Regions from separate parts of the Pan troglodytes genome. Here region 1 is linked to region 2. Evidence: chromatin contacts called from public HiChIP or PLAC-seq data. All regions are on one chromosome and are shown on one strand. Each heading gives the region's core, a stretch centred on a gene start, on an enhancer-like site or on the middle of the called end of the contact. The rest is flanking DNA. Distances are from core to core; before and after follow the strand shown.

What was found. HiChIP or PLAC-seq counts read pairs in DNA pulled down with a chosen protein or histone mark.
Region 1: a contact with region 2 is called in an H3K4me3 HiChIP or PLAC-seq map of stem cell-derived excitatory neurons, with 7 times the contacts expected there. The contact joins the promoter of C11H11orf86 here to the promoter of RCE1 in region 2. A contact is called at or near these places in 1 of 7 Hi-C or Micro-C datasets (stem cell-derived neural progenitor cells) and 1 of 1 datasets of contacts at active chromatin or transcription factors (stem cell-derived excitatory neurons).

The regions. Positions count from the first base shown.
Region 1 is chr9:69,297,900-69,300,599 of NHGRI_mPanTro3-v2.0_pri, reverse strand. C11H11orf86 (chromosome 11 C11orf86 homolog) reads right to left here and starts at 1,412. Exons shown (of 2, transcript XM_024347544.3): 1 at 964-1,412; 2 at 1-425. The coding sequence starts at 1,323. The coding sequence ends at 351.
Region 2 is chr9:69,163,907-69,166,872 of NHGRI_mPanTro3-v2.0_pri, reverse strand. RCE1 (Ras converting CAAX endopeptidase 1) reads right to left here and starts at 1,330. Exons shown (of 7, transcript XM_054661443.2): 1 at 1,146-1,330; 2 at 925-1,027; 3 at 747-830; 4 at 420-498. The coding sequence starts at 1,330. TOP6BL (TOP6B like initiator of meiotic double strand breaks) reads right to left here. Exons shown (of 17, transcript XM_054661441.2): 16 at 1,712-1,932; 17 at 1,457-1,612. The coding sequence ends at 1,547.

The DNA of each region.
Region 1 (2,700 bases), core at 163-2,662, 130 kb before region 2:
TGGGGCAGGAGCGTCCACAGCCCCCATTCCGGGCAGGCTTCTTCTAAACCTTCATAGAATCATAGTCCAAGGCCCCTACCCAAGCCCAGAGGGCAGACAGCTGAGCCCCCTTCTTTTTGACCCTGCTGGGGTCTTCAAAGAGAGCTAGTGCTGGAGTGGAAGGGCCAGAGCTAAGAGTGGCAGCCACGTGGCGACTCCAGTGAGCTGGTGGCAGAAGCCTCCTAGGGCCACCCAGCCAAAGTCCAGAGAGCCGTGAAGAGGTAGGTCAGCAGACACGGTGGGCTGGTCCAGGCACAGCAAGGGGGCCACCATGGCTTCCAGCATCTTTAGCTGATGGTGCCCAGTGTGGGCTACGGGGAGGCCGGCTGACTCAGAGTCACGCTGGGGAAGATGGCGACAAAGCTCTCCCACCTTCTTCTTACCTGCTGGAAGACAGAGGTGGGGGAGGTCCCACGGGCTGAGTGGTGGGCTTAGATGTTGTTCCACCCATAGCCACGAGGTGGGGGTAGACCCCAGGTAGAGAAGCACTGCTCATTGGAGACCCTGTCTCTTAGAGGAGGGAGCCTGCAGCCCCCCAAAAAGGGGTCCAGATCTCCCCTTTTTCTCTGGGGTGAGAGGGTCACACAGTGTACTTCCCAGGAAGTTGCACTGGCTGATCTCCTTGCCTCCTGCTCTATTCCCCCGTCCAGCATACTATCAATCAGCTAAAAACAGCGCTTACCATATCACCCTCCTCCTCTAAAACCTTCAGTGGCTCCCCAGTGCCTGTGGGATAAATCCCAAATGCCTTCAGGGCCCTCTGAAACGTGGCTCTGGGGTGTCTCTCTCTGCACCCTCATCTCCAGGCAGCTCGGTTGTCATCTTGGTACACAGCCTGGGCTGGCTCTGTCTCTGAACCTTTCCTGCCCTGGAATCCCTGCCCACCTGCTGTGGTACCCTCCATCCTTCAGCCCACAGCCATACCTGTTGGTACCGCCTCAGCCACCACCGGCTGCCTCTTCGCTGGGCTTGGATCAGCTGCTCTGTGTCCCCCAGGCTCCCCGGCACCCGCTCCTGGGCAGTGGCATCTGGCCCTTCTGTGCCTCTCTCGAGGCCCTGGGACCTGGACTTCTCTTGCCCCTGTCTGAGGCTTAGCGCCCTGCGGAGTTGGCCCTCCTGGGGCCTCCCCCAGGGCTCCTGCAGCTTTCCATAGGAGGGTCGGGGCTCTCGCAAGGACTGACTTCGCAGCCCTGTTCCCATGGCTCCGGAGGCTGCAGGCACAGGACTGCTCTGGCCCCTCAGCAAGACACTGGCCCTCTGAGGTGGCCCAGTGCCTCCACCCATCTGACAAGAGATCACTGGGGGCAAAGGTTGGTGCTGCCAAGGTGGCTTTCATAAATCAAAGGGCAGGCCACAGGGCCGAGCATCCCTGAGTCACCTCACCACTGCCTCCCCACCTTCTGGGTCAAGGAGTGAAGGCCAAAGGGAGGAAATTGCCACTCCCTCCTTCACCTATACTTCCCCCCTCCCCCTCCCCTCCCCCTCCCCTCCTCTCCCCCTCCCTCCTCCCCCATCTTCCCCCTCCTTCTCCCCTCCCCTCCCCCTTCCTTCCCCTCCCCTCCCCCTTCCTTCCCCTCCCCTCCCCCTCCCCCCTCCTCCTTCTCCTTCTCCTCTAGGCAGCTTCCCTGACTACCTCATCCCTGAAGAGTTTGTTCTCCTCTGAATTTCTATGGCCCCGGCATCCATTGACACTGAGCACCATGGCTTAACAACCAAACAGAGACAGCCTTTTAAGAATTGGGCCAGGCCCGGTGGCTCACGCCTGTAATCCTAGCACTTTGAGAGGCCAAGGCAGGCAGATTGCCTGAGATCAGGAGTTCCAGACCAGCCTTGCCAACATGGTAAAACCCCGTCTCTACTAAAAATACAAAAAATTAGCTGGGCATGGTGGCGGGCGCCTGTAATCCCAGCTACTCAGGAGGCTGAGGCAGGAGAATCACTTGAACCCAGAAGGCGGAGGTTGCAGTGAGCCGAGATTGTGCCACTGCATCCAACCTGGGTGACAGAGCAAGACTGCGTCTCAAAAAGAAATATATTTTTTAAAAAAGCATCAGTATGGCTCCAACCTAGAACAATCACATTCACAAAGACAGCAAGGAGGATGGCCGTTGCCAGGCACTGGGGGAGGGAGGAATGAAGAGTTTAATGGCTGTAAATTTTCAGATTTCATAAGATGAAGAGTTCCAGAGATTGGTTGCACAACAATGGCTGAAATGGTAAACTTTATGGTATATGTGTTTTACAATACTGGAGAATTTCTTCTTTTCTTTTTTTTTTTAAGAAACAGAAGGAAACAGGACGGCTCCAGGCTAGGAGTCAGGAGGCCTGGATTTTTTCCAGGCCCAGCACTGCCCCTAATGTCCCAGCAGCACAGCACTATCCTTGAGCACTCAAGCTCTGAGGACCAACTGCCTCTGGGTAAACTGTAGCTTCATTCCTTGCAGCCTTGTGACCTTGGGCACATTTTTCTCCTTCATTCGTAAGAGGGACAAATAACTTGGGTCATTGTTGTGCATATTAAATGTGGTCCACAGGGCTTGGCACACAGCAAGCCCTCGAACAAAGTGAGTTGGTAGTTGTATTTGTCCGTTCTCCTGCTGCTATAAAGAAAGACCTGAGGCTGGGAGCAGTGGCTCATGCCTGTAATCCTAGCACTTTGGG
Region 2 (2,966 bases), core at 81-2,580:
ACTTTACCCTGGCCAAACTCAGGTTAGGCATCAATACTCCTGAGGACGGGGGTGTGGACCCAACATAAACCCAATGTCTTGAGATGACCTGAAGGGAAGGCATTAGCTGAGGCAGGGCATCCTGGAAGTAAACTCTGGAGACACCAAAATTTAAGCAAGACTAGCTCTGGTTGGGGAAGCAGGGAACAGTGCTCTCTGATCCACACCAAATGCTGCTGGGGGTTCCCAGGGAACTCCTTGGACGTTGGCAATCAACCCTTAGAGGCCACCTAGCTCTATGTTTCCATTTTACTGATGAGAAAACACACCCAGAGAGATGACATTTCACGTGTCCAGATCACACCCTGAGCCCGCTGACTCCCTGCCCCAATGTCCTGGACTGCCTGTGCTTACTTTTCCCTTCAGCCTTTAAGACTCACCCAGGACAACCTTCAGCCCATCTGCCAGGTCACAAGGGCAATCCATAGAGAGCTGCATCAGTGGGCCCAGGAAAAGAATCTGAGAGCAAGAAAACACTTTCACCATAACCCACCGCTTTTGCCCAGACCTTTGCCCATGCTCCCTGAGACTCCAAGCTTGAAATCCTCTCAGCCACGATTTCCAGACCATGCATACCGGAGGACCCTGGGGCCATCTCAAAAGTCCTGTCTCCCATCAACCAAAAACCAAAAACAAGAGGAGTCCACGGCACTGCCCATCAGGCTGATAACAAAGACCAGAAGAAAAAATACAGGAGGAGCACTCACCATGGTCAGCAACAGGGGCAGCAGCGCCGCTGGGAAAATGCCCTCCAGCCTGAAGCCCATCAGGGTGAGCAGGGATGTGCCTGGCTGAGCCACAGGAAAGGGGGCATCAGTTTTGCTTCCTCCCCTAAAGACCCCTGAGCTCTCACCGCCATTGCCCTTTGCCCCGCCTCCTTCGCACCTGGATGCCTGTGAGTTCCCTCCAGAGCAGCACGCACAGAGGTGAGAGACTGGACACCACCAGGACGCTGGTGAAGCGTCGCTTGATGACGGCGGGATGGTCCCTACGGAGGGGACAGTAAGTTCAGGGGGCCCGCGGCTGCCCATGAGCACGGACCCGCCCCCGGCTCGCCCAAGCTCCGCCCGCAGGGCGCGGATTCCGGCCGCGCGCAGCCCCCGCACCTGGGCAGTTCGCTCTTCCAGACGTAGAGGCTGCCCACGTAGGAGCAGGCGAGGCTGAGGCAGGAGAACACTGACACCCAGCAGCACAGCCCGGGGCCCGGGCCCCCCAGCGCCGCCGACTCGGGCGGCCGCTCCGGCCGCGACACCGACAGCAGTCGCAGCCCATCCCCGCCCAGCGCCGCCATTGCGCCCTGACCCGCGGCGCGCACCAGTGACGCAGTCCCAGGGAGGTGTGGGTGACGTCAGGCCGCGGTGCGGCTCCACGCCCCGCCCCGCCCGGGCCCGACGCGGAAGCAGACGCGGAAGAGGACTTGGTGAGCGCGGGGCAGCTTTATTAAACCACGGGATAACGGCTGCCCGCAGCCTCCGGATCGGTGGGCGCTTGCGGAAGGGGACCCGGCTCAGGGCCCAGGGCTGGGACTCAGCCACTCTGACAGGTTGGAGACCTCCTGCAGCCACAGCACGTCCTGCGGGAACAAGGGGGCCCGGGGTGAGGACCTCTCAGCAGCGGCCCGTGGCCTGCACCTCCTGCTGAGCCCTTCCCTGCGCGGCCCTCGCCCAGTTACCTCCAGGCGGCTCCTGAGGCTCGCCCTGCCCGGCGCCAGGGCCCTGCCGTGAGCCTCGCGGTCCTCCCTTCCTCTAGGAGTGAGGGGGGCCGCGGTGGCCTCCGGGCGGCGCGGGGCGGCCTCTGAAGGGCTCGGGGCCCTGGCGGAGCGCAGAGATCGCATCTCCTCTATGCGGGGGCTGCCCCTCTTGAGCCTCTTGTTTTCTGCTTGCCCGCTGGTATCTAGGAGAAAACAAGCCTCTTCATCTTACTTTCATGGCCCTGTGCTAGGAGCACCCTTGGGCAAGGGGAAGCCTGGGAGAACGGGCGCCGAGGGGCTCTTCCCACCGCATCCCTGTCAGCAGGTCCCATCCACACCAAAACCCTGCAGCTGTGGGCGCTTCTGGAGCAGCCCGAGGCTGCAGAGACGTTTCAGGGCCTCCCTATTCTCTCACCCAGGCGGGAGATTGTCCCGAGCCCTCACTTGGGGGACTCAGGCCGCTCAGTAACTTTCTGTATAGATTCTTCCTGGAGTCTGCACGGACAAGCCCCCCTCCCTGCCAGCCTCTGTCCTCCCTCACCTTTCTGGCCTCAGTTCTGTCTCCCTTTGTTGCTCACGTTGCATTGAGCAGTGCCCATAGGCAGCTTTCCTACTCTTAACTGATTCATTTGTCAAATTAAAGCGAGTTTAGATGAATAGATTCTTCCCCAGCAGGTCTTGGGGATGCAGATCAATGAGCTTTTCCCTGAGAGAAGCTCACAGATGCTAGGAGGGGATGCAGACCTGTGTACAAAGCCCAGGGTTAAAATAGAGAAGGAAGCCGACCACCTCTGGATGTGAAGAAGGGTTTCCATGAGGAGATACCTGAGCTGACCTTTTGTTTTTTTGAGACAAGGTCTTGCTCTGTTGCCCAGGCTGGAGTGCAGTGGCGCAGTCCTGGCTCACTGCAGCCTCGACCTCCTGGGCTCAAGCGATCCTACTGCCTCAGCTTCAGCTTCCAGAGTACCAGGAACCACAGGCGCATGCCACCACACCGGCTATTTTTTTTTTACTTGTAGAGACGGGTCTCACCGTGTTGCCCAGGCTAGTCTCAAGCTGTCCTCCCGCCCCGGCTCCCCAAAGTGACGGTATTACAGGCATAAGCCACCACTCCTGCCCCAGAGCTGGGTTTTGAAGGATGAAGAGTGATATGCCAGACAAGGGAGAGAAAGGGAATTTCTTGCTGAAAGTTAACACAAGTAAACCTTATGCAAAGGCATAAAACAACTTCCTATAT